Linked DNA regions of Pan troglodytes: region 2 is linked to region 1. A link is a contact called in public HiChIP or PLAC-seq data. All regions are on one chromosome and are shown on one strand. The core of a region is the stretch at or near the end of the contact, and the rest is flanking DNA. Distances in the headings are between cores, read along the strand shown.

What was found. HiChIP or PLAC-seq counts read pairs in DNA pulled down with a chosen protein or histone mark.
Region 2: a contact with region 1 is called in an H3K4me3 HiChIP or PLAC-seq map of stem cell-derived excitatory neurons, with 3 times the contacts expected there. The contact joins the promoter of CHMP3 here to the promoter of RMND5A in region 1. A contact is called at or near these places in 1 of 7 Hi-C or Micro-C datasets (stem cell-derived neural progenitor cells) and 1 of 1 datasets of contacts at active chromatin or transcription factors (stem cell-derived excitatory neurons).

What each region holds. Positions count from the first base shown.
Region 1 is chr12:36,033,329-36,040,177 of NHGRI_mPanTro3-v2.0_pri, reverse strand. RMND5A (required for meiotic nuclear division 5 homolog A) reads left to right here and starts at 3,537. Exons shown (of 9, transcript XM_016948908.4): 1 at 3,537-4,135. The coding sequence starts at 3,994.
Region 2 is chr12:36,181,963-36,189,594 of NHGRI_mPanTro3-v2.0_pri, reverse strand. It overlaps CHMP3 (charged multivesicular body protein 3), which reads right to left and starts at 2,922. Exons shown (of 6, transcript XM_001138427.7): 1 at 2,708-2,922. The coding sequence starts at 2,752.

The DNA of each region.
Region 1 (6,849 bases), core at 2,288-4,787:
CACGAGGTCAGGAGATCGAGATCATCCTGGCTAACACAGTGAAACCCCGTCTCTAGTAAAAATACAAAAGAAAATTAGCTGGGTGTGGTGGGGGGCGCCTGTAGTCCCAGCTACTCGGGAGGCTGAGGCAGGAGAATGGCATGAACCCAGGAGGCGGAGCTTGCAGTGAGCCGAGATCGCGCCACTGCACTCCAGCCTGGGCGACAGATCGAGACTCTGGCTCAAAAAAAAAAAAAAAAAAAAACACAAAAAACACAAAAAACTAATTTGCAGTTGCTCTGAAAACTAAATTTCTTTCCGTGTTGTTTCTAGAGGTGCTTCTTTGACAATTCACAGTTTAGGCTTAAGGCAATTAGGCACTGTGTAGAAAGGGCCAATACAAAGTGAAGAGGCAACATAAATCTCTGCCCTTACAAGTACTATTTTTCTCTCCCAGCTAACTCTGAAGCCTCTTCTCCTCTAATCTGCGTATTCTTTTTCCTTTAACAAACACTTTTTTTCATGCTGATTAAATCATGGGAGATAAAAAGAAGTCAGCCCAGATCTGAAAACTGATAGTCTAGTTGAGTCAAAAAGGCACATGTTGGAAAAGTTAACTAAAAATATGGGGGCAGTATGCACTAAGGCATGAAATGACTTACACAGAGGTCTTACAGCAGTTAAAGGTAGGCCTGGTAACTTTACTGTGGTCATGGTCTAGATCAGCACTGTCCAACAAAACTTTCTACAGTGATGGAAATATTTATTTTGCGCTGATTAATACAGTAGCCACCAGCTACATGTGGTTATTATTTGATATGTAGTTAGTACAATTGGGGAACTAAATTTTAAATTATCTAGCTTATATTTCAATTTAAATAGCTACACGTGGGTCGGGTGCGGTGGCTCACGCCTATAATCCCAGCACTTTGGGAGGCTGAGGCGGGTGGATCACGAGGCCAGGAGTTTGAGACCAGCCAGGCCAATATGGTGAAACCCTGTCTCTACCAAAAATACAAAAATTAGCTGGGCGTGGTGGTGTGTGCCTGTAGTCCCAGCTGCTCAGGAGGCTGAGGTAGGAGAATCACTTGAACCCGGGAGGTGGAGGTTGCAGTCAGCCGAGATCCCACCACTGCACTCCAGCCTTGGTGACAGAGTAAGACTCCATCTCAAAACAAAAAAACAAAAAAACAAAACAAAAAAAACCTGCTTGTGGCTGGTGATTATGGTATTGAAGAGTGCAGGCCTAGGTTCTAGAAGGTGTCACTAGTTAAAGTAAGACTTGTCTTGTTACTTGAAGAAAGGGAGGATTCGAAAAACAGAATAAAGAAAAGTGTCCCAGAAGAAGGCAATGTATGAATGGGCTGTACTCAAGTCACACTGAGGGTGGGAAAGTGCTTCATGCCTGGATAGGGGTTTGTGCTGTGTTGCTATACAGGGCAGACCACGTCCTTGAGAGAGGATCTGAAGCTGTAGGTAATGAGAAGTCATTGATTATTTGTGATCAGTGGATTATCATGGCTCTTACCTTGTGCCAGGCATTTTGTTGAGTGCCTTAAATGGAATGTTTCATACTATAACAACCCTTTGAAGGAGAAGAAAAAAAAAGACTGAGAAAAGGGTGACTGAGCTTATCAAGGAGATCCTTGAAGAAAAGGGAGGAATAAACATAGATTTGTCTAGGCAGTTTGGCAGTGAAAGAAATGAGTGCTTGAGGAGGGTTAAATTAAGTTTCCTCCCCCAGGTAGGTCAAACCCATTTGGGCTGAAAGTAGAAAGGAAGAACCTACTGCAGAGATAGAGGGGGAAGATCTGGACAGGGGTGAGAGGCAGCCTGCAGGCCCCAACGGCTGTCTTGGAAAGGGAGAAGGGACTCCTGGTCCTTTGGGTACATAAGAATGTTCACAAAATGGGTGGTACACAGCAATACTTGGAGAAGAGTGATAGAAGTTGCTGGAGCTAGATTTTTTTTTTTTTTTAATCTCAGTGAAGAATCAGAGACATCTGCCAAGAGGGAAGAAAAATGGGGTGGGGAGAAGGGAGATCTGAAATAATACCAGTTGGGGCTGCCCTAATAATGACTACTACCACCTTTATCATGTGGTTATCATGAGCCTATTATGGGTATTTACATATATTCTCCTTTATCTAACAATTTAGTTAAGTATTAATTCCAATTATTTCTCAGTTATACGGAAGTTAAGGCTCAAAAACGTTATCACGTTAATTTAAGAAAAAGAATTGCCTACCACCTCACGCCAGGGGCTGTTCTAGGCAAAAAATTTAGACAAGCAGGGGGCCTGCCTTCATGGTTTTATGTAAGTGGTGCAGACAGAAAAATAAAACATCAGATCATTTCAGAGTTTAAGTGGTGTGGAAATAATAAAATGTGTTATGGTATTAACGGTGGGGAGGAAGTACATTAGTGTGGTCAGCCAGGGGAGGACCCTGTAAGGGGACAAGTGAGCTGAGAAGAACTTCAGGATGAAAAAGGTAGGAGAAGAGTTTTCTGGGCCAAGGAAAGGGCAAGTGCAGAGGCCCTGAGGCACGAACTAGCTGGGCTCCTGAAGAAATGCAAAGGTAGTGCAGCCGATGCTGATCAAGGAGGTCTAGGCCAAGGCTGGAGACTCCATAGCAAGCGATGGGAAGGATTTACCCGAGGGGGTAAAGCCGATCCGATCCGATAGCATAAGGCTTCCTAGGGAGCAAGGGCCAGGCTGCCCGGCTCTCCAGCGCGTGTTCTTTCCACCCTGCTAAGCTGCCCGGCACATGGCTCTGGGGCGAGGCCACCGTCAGGAGAGGTTCCAGGCCAAGGGGCCAAAGGGCCAGGGCCCGCGGGGGATGGGGACATGACCTCCTGGGTGTCGCAAGCCCGGGGCAGCGCTGACAGCCGGCGCGGGGCTTTCGCGAGCAGCAAGCGGCTCCCCTCACCCGGGCCCAATCACCCCCGCCTTTAATTCCCATTAGGGACCCCCCGCCGACGCAGCACCAGCCCCCGGGCGGCCTGGCTTGGTTTTTCATCCCGGGAGATGGATCCGTCGCCCAAAAGTTCGGAATGACGGTACCCCTTTCCCTTAAGATCGATGAGGAGACGAAATAAATTGGGGTCAGGGCGACGTCCTATGGAAAACAGCCCTTTGTATTTTTGTCTAGTTTTCCCCCAAGGCTTTCCATAAACTACTCGTTTCTCGGTACGCTCTCCAAGTCACCCCCTCCAACAGCGAGCCCGTTGGTTTGGCCCCTCAGCCCGGATTGGCTGAAGGCTTACGCCTCGGCCAGGGATTGGCTTCTTACGACTCCCCGCGCCCATTGGTTGGGGTTCCCCGCTTCTGGGCGGAGTGGTGAGGGCCGGTTTCCGCCTCCTTGTTTATGGAGCGCGTAGTTGTAGCGCTCTCCGAGCGCTGGGGCTGTCTCCAAAGTTCCCTATTTAGCTACTCAGGCCAATTGGGGCCTCGCTCCACCCTCGCCCTCTCCCTCGCACGCCTTCCGTGTGGTACGGCCCACACCATTAGAGTGGCGGCGCGTGTGGGCGCCCGTCGCGTTCCTCCGCCCGTTCTCGCCGGGTCGCACCCCCCACCCCGAGGGTGTACTTGGTACGGCCCGCGCCGCCTCCTTTCCTCGCCCGGGTGGCCATCCCCCTCCCCCCAGTCGGCGGCGCTTGGTGCCGCCCGGGAGAACCAGGTCATCGGTCGCTTCCCGTGAAAACAAAAACAATCGGCCGCGCCGTCGCAGGCACCCGAACGTCGCGAGCGGGGCCTGGGGACGCGGGGCCGAGTGCAGCGAGCGAACGGGAGCAGCGGCGACGCGCCAGGGGGCTAGGGCGCCATGGGGCAGGCGGGCTCCGGCTGCGCGGGGCTCCCCCGGCGCCGCGGCTAGTGCGCCCGCCGCCTCGGCCGCCTCAGCCTCCCGCGCCGCCCGCTTGGGGAACGAGGAGCAGGACGCGGCCTCGGCGGGGCCCGGGCCGAACGGCTGCGGACACCTGGGCGCCGAGGAGCCGAGCGCCGCCGCCTCCGGCATGGATCAGTGCGTGACGGTGGAGCGCGAGCTGGAGAAGGTGCTGCACAAGTTCTCGGGCTACGGGCAGCTGTGCGAGCGCGGCCTGGAGGAGCTCATCGACTACACCGGCGGCCTCAAGCACGAGATCCTGCAGAGCCACGGTAGGGCGGCCCGCGTGGGCGCGCGGGGCAGGGCCCACTGCCCGAGCCCCGGTCCCGGCCCTGCGGCGGGAATCCCTCACCCACCCTCGCGCCTCTGGCCCGGCCCTTGCCTCCCCTGAGGCGCGGAGGCCCCCAGACCCCTGAGACTTTTTCTCCTCTTCGTCCGATTTTACCTCGAACCTGCCGCGACCTCGCTGCCAATTCAGAAGGAGCGCGAACCACCCGGAAACCCAGCCGGGAGCCGCGGGCTCCAGTCCGGATAAACGTGGGTGAGGGGGCCGCCCACCGCACCTGCAAACTGCCGACCCCCGAGTGGGCGCCCCTCGTCCCCCGCCCCCAGCCGGCCCCGGGAGTCTCACGTGGTGCCCGCGGCGCTGTTCTGCGGGCGGTGAGTGAATCGCCTGGGACCCCAGGCTCTGAGTGATGAGGGCAGTGCAGGAAGCTCCCTTTCCCCTCTGTGCCGCCCCGAATCCTTGGCCAGGGGACTTCGTTTCTTCGTTTTATTTTGGAAAGTCGAGCGTTATTCTTAGCTGTGGGTTAACAACAGCCGCTCCTGCAACTTCATGATTTGGCTGCTGTGTGGACGCAGCTCTTAACTCCGTAGCGGCTCTGACATGGTTCCTTGGAAACCAGCTCAATTCAACCCTTCTGTTCTCCTAGTGTACCTTCTGATGACACCGAGGAGGAACGGGCGACATTTGCCCAAGTAAATTGTGCACATGTTGCTAGTTACTTGCTTTGCCTGGTTAAGTTCTTTCAAAAAAAATAAATTTTCCTATAGAAGGTGTTTCACCTAGATTTTTTTTTTTTATTGCCCGAAGCCCTGAGGACAGGTACTTTTAAAGGTTTGGTTTTCTTACACTTTAAAAGTCACAGCGATGATTCCTTTTGATCAAGAAGTAAAGGACTTATTTAATGGGTCTTTAATAAGAGGCTGAGGAGGTTTTTCAGCTTGTGGGCTGAACAGAAATTTATGTGAAGGACGGTTTGGTAGCTGGGGGAAGATGCAGATTATTTGTGGCAGGTGAGATGAGGGCAGTGGCGTTAGCTGAGTGTCTCTCTCCTTCTCCTTCATTTTTTCACACTTTCCCAGACTGCATTTCAGTTGAGGATGGGTGCTGGTCCATGGGAAAGGAGTCTTACAGCAGCTTCTCATTCTGGACACTGCAGTCATTTTTGAACTCTAGGAAGGAAGCAAACCTGGAGTCATAGTGGATGAGATATTAATATGGAAAAACCGTATTCTCATAGGAGTTGCAATACTAGTATGGAAAAACGAGCAGACCTTGGTGGCTGCCTGTGAAGGGAAATTTGACTGACGTGGCGATGATGATATAGTTGGTAGATACAGGGAAGTGAAGGTGGAATGGGACAGGAATCCTGGGAAGACTTTGAATTTGGTTTTGGACATGTGAAGTAAAGTTGAAGGGCTTAATGAAGATAGAATCGAGGGCTCTCATATTTACTGGTGGCTGGAGATGCATAGGTCTAAGATTGTTTTCTGATGTCATTTCTAGGAGGACAGTGGAGGGGATCACTTAGATTGCACAGAAGAAAGACTAGAGTCTAACCACAGTCTTGAATTTTCCTTGGCGAGTGGAGAGCCAAGGCTAGATAGAGCCAGCAGAAATCGAAAAGGGCGAGGACTTAGAAAAGGAGAGATTGGTCAGCTTTTATTTGGCTATTGGGAGTCAGTAACCCTCTGTGCTTGCAGTTTCATAGAATTGCTAAGACAAGCCAGATTACTGGGGGTTAAGAAGAAAAATTCGATGTGAACCGAGGTGTGGGCAATCCAGTACAGCGGTGGGAGATATTCCCTCTGTGCTCCCGGCCCTGCCAAGGAACCAGTGGAGGAAGAGAATGAAGGGCCTAGACTTGGAGAGGTGGAAGGAACATTTCGTTTTTAGGGACCAGGTCATAGGCAGAGTTTGAGAGGAAAATGATGGAACAGAAAGTACCTTTCTTCCATGAGAGAGGATGTAAGTTGAAGGGGGATGTGATTGTGAGCTTTGTTTTAGAAAATTTAGGGCCAGGCTCAGATGGATAAAATGATGGTGAGAAATTGCTGAGGCAGGAATTTGTTTTTGACTCTTCACTGGGTACTAGGGAACTTTTCTCAGAATTTATGGTTTGAGGGGTATTGGCCACACAGTATGCTATGCTGTTAAAAACAGTCTTGAGTTGGTGAGTTTGTGTGTTCCTTTTTCAGCCTCCTAATTTTTTCCCTCTTGTCTACCAAATTGCTAGTCTTATATTGGTATCTCTTTGATTTCCTTTAATTCTTCAATAATAGGATTAAGTGACTAAAGGTAGTTATAAAACATGAAAGAAAATAAATACCACAAGTGCCAGGTCTAGTTTCCCAAATAAAATCTTTCTTCTTTTGGTGTTTTTTTGTGTAAAGATAAACATCATGCTTTGGCATCTGGGCTATGGTATTTTTGAAAACAGATGATTTCTAAATTAAAGTTCTCGGCAGGTGATGTGGTAGATATTACATTGAAACTTAAATATGCCCTTCTCAAAGGTATTTTACTGAAAACTGAGTTTGGAACTCTATTTTCAAGTTTAAAGGGAAGATTTTTGGGCTTCTGAATATACCTGTCTGGGCAAATGATTCTGATAACCTGAGAGGCTCTAATTGGGACCCCTCTGTCAGGACTTTGGACCTCATTCTCTGAGATTACTTGTGGTAATACTTGCAAGAATCTGGT
Region 2 (7,632 bases), core at 1,673-4,172, 150 kb before region 1:
AATACCTAATGCAGGTGACCAGTTGATGGGTGCAGCAAACCACCACAGCACGTGTACGTATGTAACAAAACTGCACGTTCTGCACATGTAACCCAGAACTTAAAGTATAATTTAAAAAAAAAAAAAAAGAAAGAGGTTTAACTGGCTCACGGTTCTGCAGACTGTACAGGAAGCACAGCAGCTTCTGCTTTTAGGGAGGCCTCAGGAAGCTTCCAATCATGGGGGAAGGCAAAGAAATAGGCATCTTACATGGCAGGAGCAAGAGAGAATGAGGGAGAAGGTGCTACACACTTTTAAACAACCAGATCTCATGAGAACTCACTATCTCAAGGACAGTACCAAGGGTGATAGTGCTAAACCACTCATGGGAAATCTGCTCCCATGATCCAATCACCTCATACCAGGTCCCACCTCCAACACTGGGGATGACAATTTGACATGAGATTTGGCGGGGACACAGATCCAAACCATATCAGGTGCCCTATCCAAACCAGCTCTTAAAATGTGTATCTTACTTGCTAGAAGTTAAGTTCTTTGGCTTCTTATTTCACCTTTATAATCCCTCTTTGGGAGGTAGTATAAATGGCATGATAATTCTAAGTATAGGCCTTAGAATACCTAACCTCTGGTGCTGTAATTCACAAACTGTATGACCTTGGGCAAATTACCTAAATACTGTATGCCTCAGTTGCCACCTGTAAAGTGGAGACAATAACAGTTCCTACCTCATAACATTGCAGAGTGCTTAACACAATGCCTGGTTCAATATGTTAGCTAAAGGTGGTGGTAGTTAGGGCTAATCTTAATTCACTCTACAATCTTGCTACTCAAGTGTAGACCAGCAGCATCAACATCACCTGGGAGCTTATTAGAAATCTCAGACCCTATCCAAGACCCACTGAATCAGATTTTGAATTCTGACAAGATCCCTAATGATTAGTGTGCACACTAATGCTTGAGAAGCACTGCTCTACAATACCCAGACTTGTCCATAATGGGGGGAAAAAAACTAAAATTTTTTATTCAATAAATGATCTTACCTGTTCGGCTCTGGCAAGCATAGTTTTAAAAACCAATCTCATGCTTCAACCCTGCCATCTTCCAGTGTCAATCAGCTTTCTCAGGTAGATTACCCTACTGAAGAGTGTACCAACATCGTGTTCTTAGCAATTTATCATTTAAAAACAATCTAAGTGTACAATATACTAGAGTAGTATAGTAGTACATATACTAGAGACTAGTTTAAACAATAAAGCAACCATTTCCCCAGCATCTTTTTTGCTTCTCCATAATCTTATCTCAATTTACGAATGGCAATGCCAAGGCCAAACACTGAAGGCAACAAATAATCTCTCCCTACCACACTTCTACAATAACAAGAATCTTAGAATATACAGATGTCACAAAATGTGCATCTATATAATGTTCTATAGTTTCCAAAGTGATGTTATACGTTATTTCATTTAAGCGCCACAATTTTTATTTTACCAAGGAGCAAAACTGAGTAAGTTTCCTGACGAAAATAATGAGTGTCTACTGTTCTAGGGCCTTTAACAACAACAACAACAAATTTACATTAACGCACATTATGTGCCAGGAATTGCAAGATGCATAAGATTAGTTTTTAAAATGTGCCTGCTAGAGCTGAACAGGTAAGATCATTTATTAAAGGATTTCAGGATTTTTTTTTCCATTTTGGACAAGCCTAGGTGTTGCAGAGCAGTGCTTCTCAAAGCACTGATGTGCACACTAATCATTAGGGAGCTTGTCAGAATTCAAAATCTGACTCAGTGGGTCTGGAGTGGGGCCCGAGATTTAACAAGCTCCCAGGTGATGTTGATGCTGCTGGTTGGCATTTGAGTAGCAAGGCTGTGCCGTATTTAAAGAATTAGCCCTAACTACCAATATGAAAACTTTACATCCCTGAATCTTCAATTACTCTGAGGTGACACTACTATTATTCTGGCTTCACAGACGAGAAGGCACTGAGAAGTGAACTTTCCAGAGATCACAGAGCTGAGATGTGGGAAGGCAGGATTCAAACTTAGGTTGACTGACTGCAGGGCATTTTCAACTGTTTGCCTCCCAATATTATCTCAATTAATAGGTAACGAGAGTTTGAAGCCGGGTCCAGAGCTATCTTCTGTAACATTCTTCTGGGTCGAGTCCCTGCCCCGCTACCATATGTGCCTAGGGTCAACACAAGGGCTGGGGAAAGAGGAAACTGAGCCTCTTTTTCAACACAACAGGGAGAACGGAGAACAGACGGCTCCTCCGGCAGACGCGATCCGGCCCGCTCCAAACAACGCTCCGGGCAGGAGAAGGTTCTCCGGGTGGTCCGCAGCCGGGCTGGAGGGGTGGGGCCTACGCTGGGAAAAGGTTCCGGGCGGGTCGTACCAACGCGCGCAGGGGGAAGGGGTTTCCGAGGCCAGGACGGTGTCGCTGCCTACGCGCTCAGTGGCGAGGTGGAGAAACTCTTCATCCACCCTCGGCTACCTGTTCGAGAGCCATGGCAACAGGAGCTCTCGCGTCCCACAGCCGACTCCTAAAGACTCTTCCTCCGGCCCCCCTGTCGAGTGGGAGTCCCCGGAAATGGGGGCCGGGCGGTATCGGGCAGGCGGTGGGGAGAAGAGTGTCCTGTCATTTACCAACTTCAGTACGCCCCACACAGATCCACCCGCTTATCTGCCGCCGCCGTAGCCCTTACCAGTTCTTTGGGCGGCTTCTCCTGGGTCTTTCCAAACAGCCCCATGACGAACTGAACCCGTCTTGCCCCTTCCGGCTTTCAGTTCCCCGCGCCCAGGCACGTCACGGGCAGCCGCCTGGGCGGGGCCCGCGGAAAGGGAGGTAGTCCCAACCCCCAGAGTAGGGAGCGGCGGCAGTAGGGGATGGTGCGCATGCGCCATACGCCTGCGCAGAATTGAGTGAGTAGGAGACTAGTCAAAAAGGCTGACGTCATCGCACATGTTCTGGTCATGTCTGTGTGGGGGAGACCACGGATTCGGTGCTTTTCGTAAGGTGTAGAAATGATTGCTCTGAAAGATACGAATTTGTTGGCTACAACTGCTTCTAATACTTCACCTAAACCTAGATGTTGCACCAGAAGTCTGGATCTCCACGCAGACGTGTACACTTAGCATCACTTTCCCGACAGCTTCATCTTTGTGTCCAGTAGGCAACTCACAGGTGACAAACCAAAAATAACCTCTTTTTCCTCCCGCCAACCCACTCCTCCCCTCTGCTTGCACCACCATCACCTGGTCACTAAACCCTAGGCATTGTCCTCTCTCCCCTCTTACCAAGTCCCAACCATTCTAACTTCAATATGTCTGAACTTCAACCCTCCCCTTTCCATCCCAACTGCGGTCGTTTTTTGTTTTGTTTTGTTTTTTTGTTTGTTTTTTTTTTTTGAGACGGAGTCTCGCTCTGTCGCCCAGGCTGGAGTGCAGTGGCGCGATCTCGGTTCACTGCAAGCTCCGCCTCCCGGGTTCACGCCATTCTCCTGCCTCAGCCTCCCGAGTAGCTGGGACTACAGGCGCCAGCCACACTGCGGTCGTTTTTTTTCAGGCCATCGCCCTTTCCAGCGTGGGCGATTCCTGCCTAGCAATTGTCCATGTGTGTCCTGTCCTACACGCCACACTGACCGTGAGCTTAATCACACTCTCAAAGGAATCTGACTAAAGAGAACTAGACACATTTTAGCACGGACAGTTCCTGATTAGGCCTATACGGTGAGCTGATGGTTACTGTCATTAACTCATCCGAGGATGGTGAAGGGGACCATTTGTTACCTCAGCCCCATACTCCTGTCTCTGGTGGAATCATAAAATGGTTCGGCAGCTTTGAAAACATTTTGACAATTTCTTAAAATGCTAAACAAAGCCAGCCTTCCATTCCTAGCTATTTACCCAAGAGGGAAAAAAGCATATGTTCTTACAAAGACTTGTACACAAATGCTCATAGCAGCTCTATTTGTAATAGCCATAAACTGGAAACAATCCAAATGTCTATCAACAAGTGAATGGATAAACCAGTCGTGATTGATCCATACGAAGGAATAGTACTGAGCAATAAAAAAGTAAACTATTGATAAATGCAACAGCATGGATGAATCTCAGAATAATTCTGCCAAGTGAAAGAAGCCAGAACCGTATGATTCCATTTATATAACATTCTGGAAAATGCAAACTAATACATAGTGACAGAGAGTACATGGGCGGTTGCTAGCGGATAGGAGTGGGGTCAGAAAGAGGCAGAAAAGAGGGATTACAAAGAGACACGAAGTTTAGGGGGATGATGGATAATATCTTGATTGTGATGATGGTTTCACAGATGTATACAATATCAAAACTTACCAGGTTGGACACTAAGTATGTGCGATTTATTTTATGTCCAATCATACTTCAATAAAGTTGTTTTTAAAAAAGCACTGCCTGTTCATTGTGAAAAGTTAAACCCTCATTCTCACTTCCTCAGGGGAAAAGGTCTCAAAGGATTCACACCAACTATTAAATATAGTGTGAATCTTCTGAAACCTTTTCCGTTGGAAAATATACTTTTATTTTTATTTATGTATTTGTTTTTGAGACCGGGTATCACTTTGTCACCCAGGCTGGAGTGCAGTGGCAGGATCTTGCCTCACTGCAGCCTCTACCTCCCAGATTCAAGTGATCCTCCCACCTTAGCCTCCTGAGTAGCTGGGTGTCAGCCACCACGCCCACTGTGTTTTTAATTTTTCTGTAGAGACAAGGGTTAGCCATGTTGCCCAGGCGGGTCTCAAACTCCTGGGCTCAAGCGATCCTCCCACCTCAGCCTCTCAAAGTGTTGGGATTACAGGTGTTAGCCACCTTGCCCGGGCCTATTTTTACTTAGTTGAGATTATATTATATACATTGAGCCACCTCTCCCAGCCCTATTTTTACTTAATTGATATTATGTTATATACGTTGTCCTACAATTTCCTTTTAAACACATTTTATGTAGACTTTCATCGGTGTCAATATCTATGGCAGTCCATAGCAAGAATGTACCATAATTTATTTAACCATTTCCCTATTATATAAGATTGTTTCTAGTTTTTCCCTAGTAAATAATCCTGCAAATATAGGCACAGTTAAAAATTTTAAACTTAATACCAGTATCTTCCATATACATTGCACTATTGTGAACTCCTACCAATAGTGTATACCAGCACTCTTATTCCCTAAATCCATGCTAAAAGTGAATTTTAGCAATATTTTAAATTTTTGCCAATCTAAGGGCATAAAATATTGTTTTTAACTTTAATTTCCCGGACTATTAGTCTGGATAAGCATCTTTTCATATATTTGTTGGTCATTTGAATTTCTTCTGTGACTTGCTTCTTCATAACCCTTGTTCATTTTCCATTTATCTCCCTCCTTCCCTTCCTTATTTCGTTTCTTCCTTCCATTTTAAAGGTGAAGGAGTTCCTTGAAAATGTGGAATTTTTTTAAGTCTCTTTCACCTTTTTTTGAGAATAAACTATAAGCATTTTTTTCAAGTAGGAGGATACTGGATCGCCAATTAGTCAACAGTATTTCTCAAATGCCTACTATATGTCAGGCATTCTATAGGCTTCAGGAAAATGGCAGTGAGCAGAAAAAAATCTCCTACAATCTGATGAGAAGGACAATAGTATTAAACAATGGTTATAGATGAAATTGTATTACTACAAATGTGCAAAATTCTGACTATAAGAAGAACGTGCTGATCAGTGACTCTTCCCTGAGCAGATGACAAATAAGCTGAGACCTGAAGGATGAGCTAGCAGAGAGAGGAAGAGTATCCAGAGTAAAAGAAACAACATGTGCCAAAGAGCCTTCCCGGTTTCTGGGTGGAGTATTTAGGCCACAGCCATTTCAGATCCTAAAGCTGCAGTTGTTCTAAAGCTGGCCATCAATGGCAGAGAGGCCTGGCAGGGTGTGGAGGAAGGTTTGACTTGGCACATGGCCTCTCAATGTCGTACAGAGCTCATAGGTACTGACAGAGCCCTATCAACACATCAGTGCAGTTCCTCTGCACCGTGCATCTTGCTTCCACACATTTTTTTAGGCTCTATCTTTAGAGTAACGTGTACTCTCCATTTGTGTCCTGATACTGCTTTTGCATTGGACAGAGCACTCCTTAGTTGCGGCTGGGGCTCAAGTTCGTCCTTCCTACATGGACCTCAGGAAGCAAGCTACAGATCCTCCCACCTGCTAAGACTCACACATCTGAGGGGGTGGGAAGAACTAAGTGAGCAGGCATTCTAGCTCTTTACTCCTGCCAAACACAGCAAGTGTTTAACAGGATCACACTCCCCTGCCATATGTTCACATAGACGTTTGTTCACACACATTTTCAAAGGCTTTATGTGCATTCTCCTCCTGATCTCTGAAAAATATAAATAGATGTGTATCCTTGAGAGGTACTTCAATGCCTATGCTTTAAATCCTCCCCTGAATTTGAAATGAAAAACAGAAAGGACTGTTTTTCCTCCACCTTCCAGTTTTCCTTGCTCATTTCACTAAGATATCCAGTCTTAGGGAGCTTCCTGGCTCACAACTGTTCCCCATTTGCCAGGTAGATTGTTAAATGAAATGCTTTGGGCAAGAAAATCATAACCCAATTCCTGGCAAGAATTTTGGCTTTCTAAAGCCAAGATACACCTTGTTTTATACAACAGATGGACCCTGGAAATGTTAGATATAAATCAATGTTTGGAAACTGAACTCCCTCCCATGACTTATATAATAATTTTGGAGTGGATTTATCTTTATGACTAAACTTCAGGACCAAGGGGCTCCCAACCCACAACTTACGACTTGAGATAAGGCAAAGACAGACCTTGAGTCACCTCCTGTCCATTTCCAACCTTTCTCCACCAAACTTACAATAATCCTTGTGTTAATTTCCTAGGACTGCCATAACAAAATGCCACAAACTGGGTGGCTTAAAACAATAGAAATGTATTCTTTCAAAGTTCTGGAGACTAGAAGTCCAAAATCAAGGTGTCAGCAGGGTCATGCTCCCTCTGACACTCTGAATAGAATTCTTACTTGCCTCTTCCTACCTTCTAGTGATGGCTGTCAATCATCAGCATTCCTTGGCTTGCTGCTGCATCGCTCCAATCTGCTATGAACATATAACCCGATTATATGTTCTCCCCATATGTCTCACTCCAGTCATATTGGATTAAGGGTCAATCCTAAATTCAGTATGACCTTATCCCAACTTACTGTTTACATCTGCAGTTATTATACCTTATTTTCAAATAAGGGTCATATTATGAGGTACTAGGGGTTAGGACTTCAACATAATCTTAACAGGTCACAATTCGATCTATTAACAACCCTTATAGACACATATGGGTGCCTCACCTTAAAGAAAAAAGAGGGTGGCCAGGCACGGTGGCTCACACCTGTAATCCCAGCACTTTGGGAGCCCGAGGCCGGCAGATCCTGAGGTCAGGACTTCGAGACCAGCCTGACCAATATGGTGAAACCCCATCTCTACTAAAAATACAAAAATTAGCCAGGTGTGGTGGCACGCGCCTGTAGTTCCAGCTACTCCAGAGGCTGAGGCAGAAGAATTGCTTGAACCTGGGAGGCGAAGGGTGCAGTGAGCCGAGAT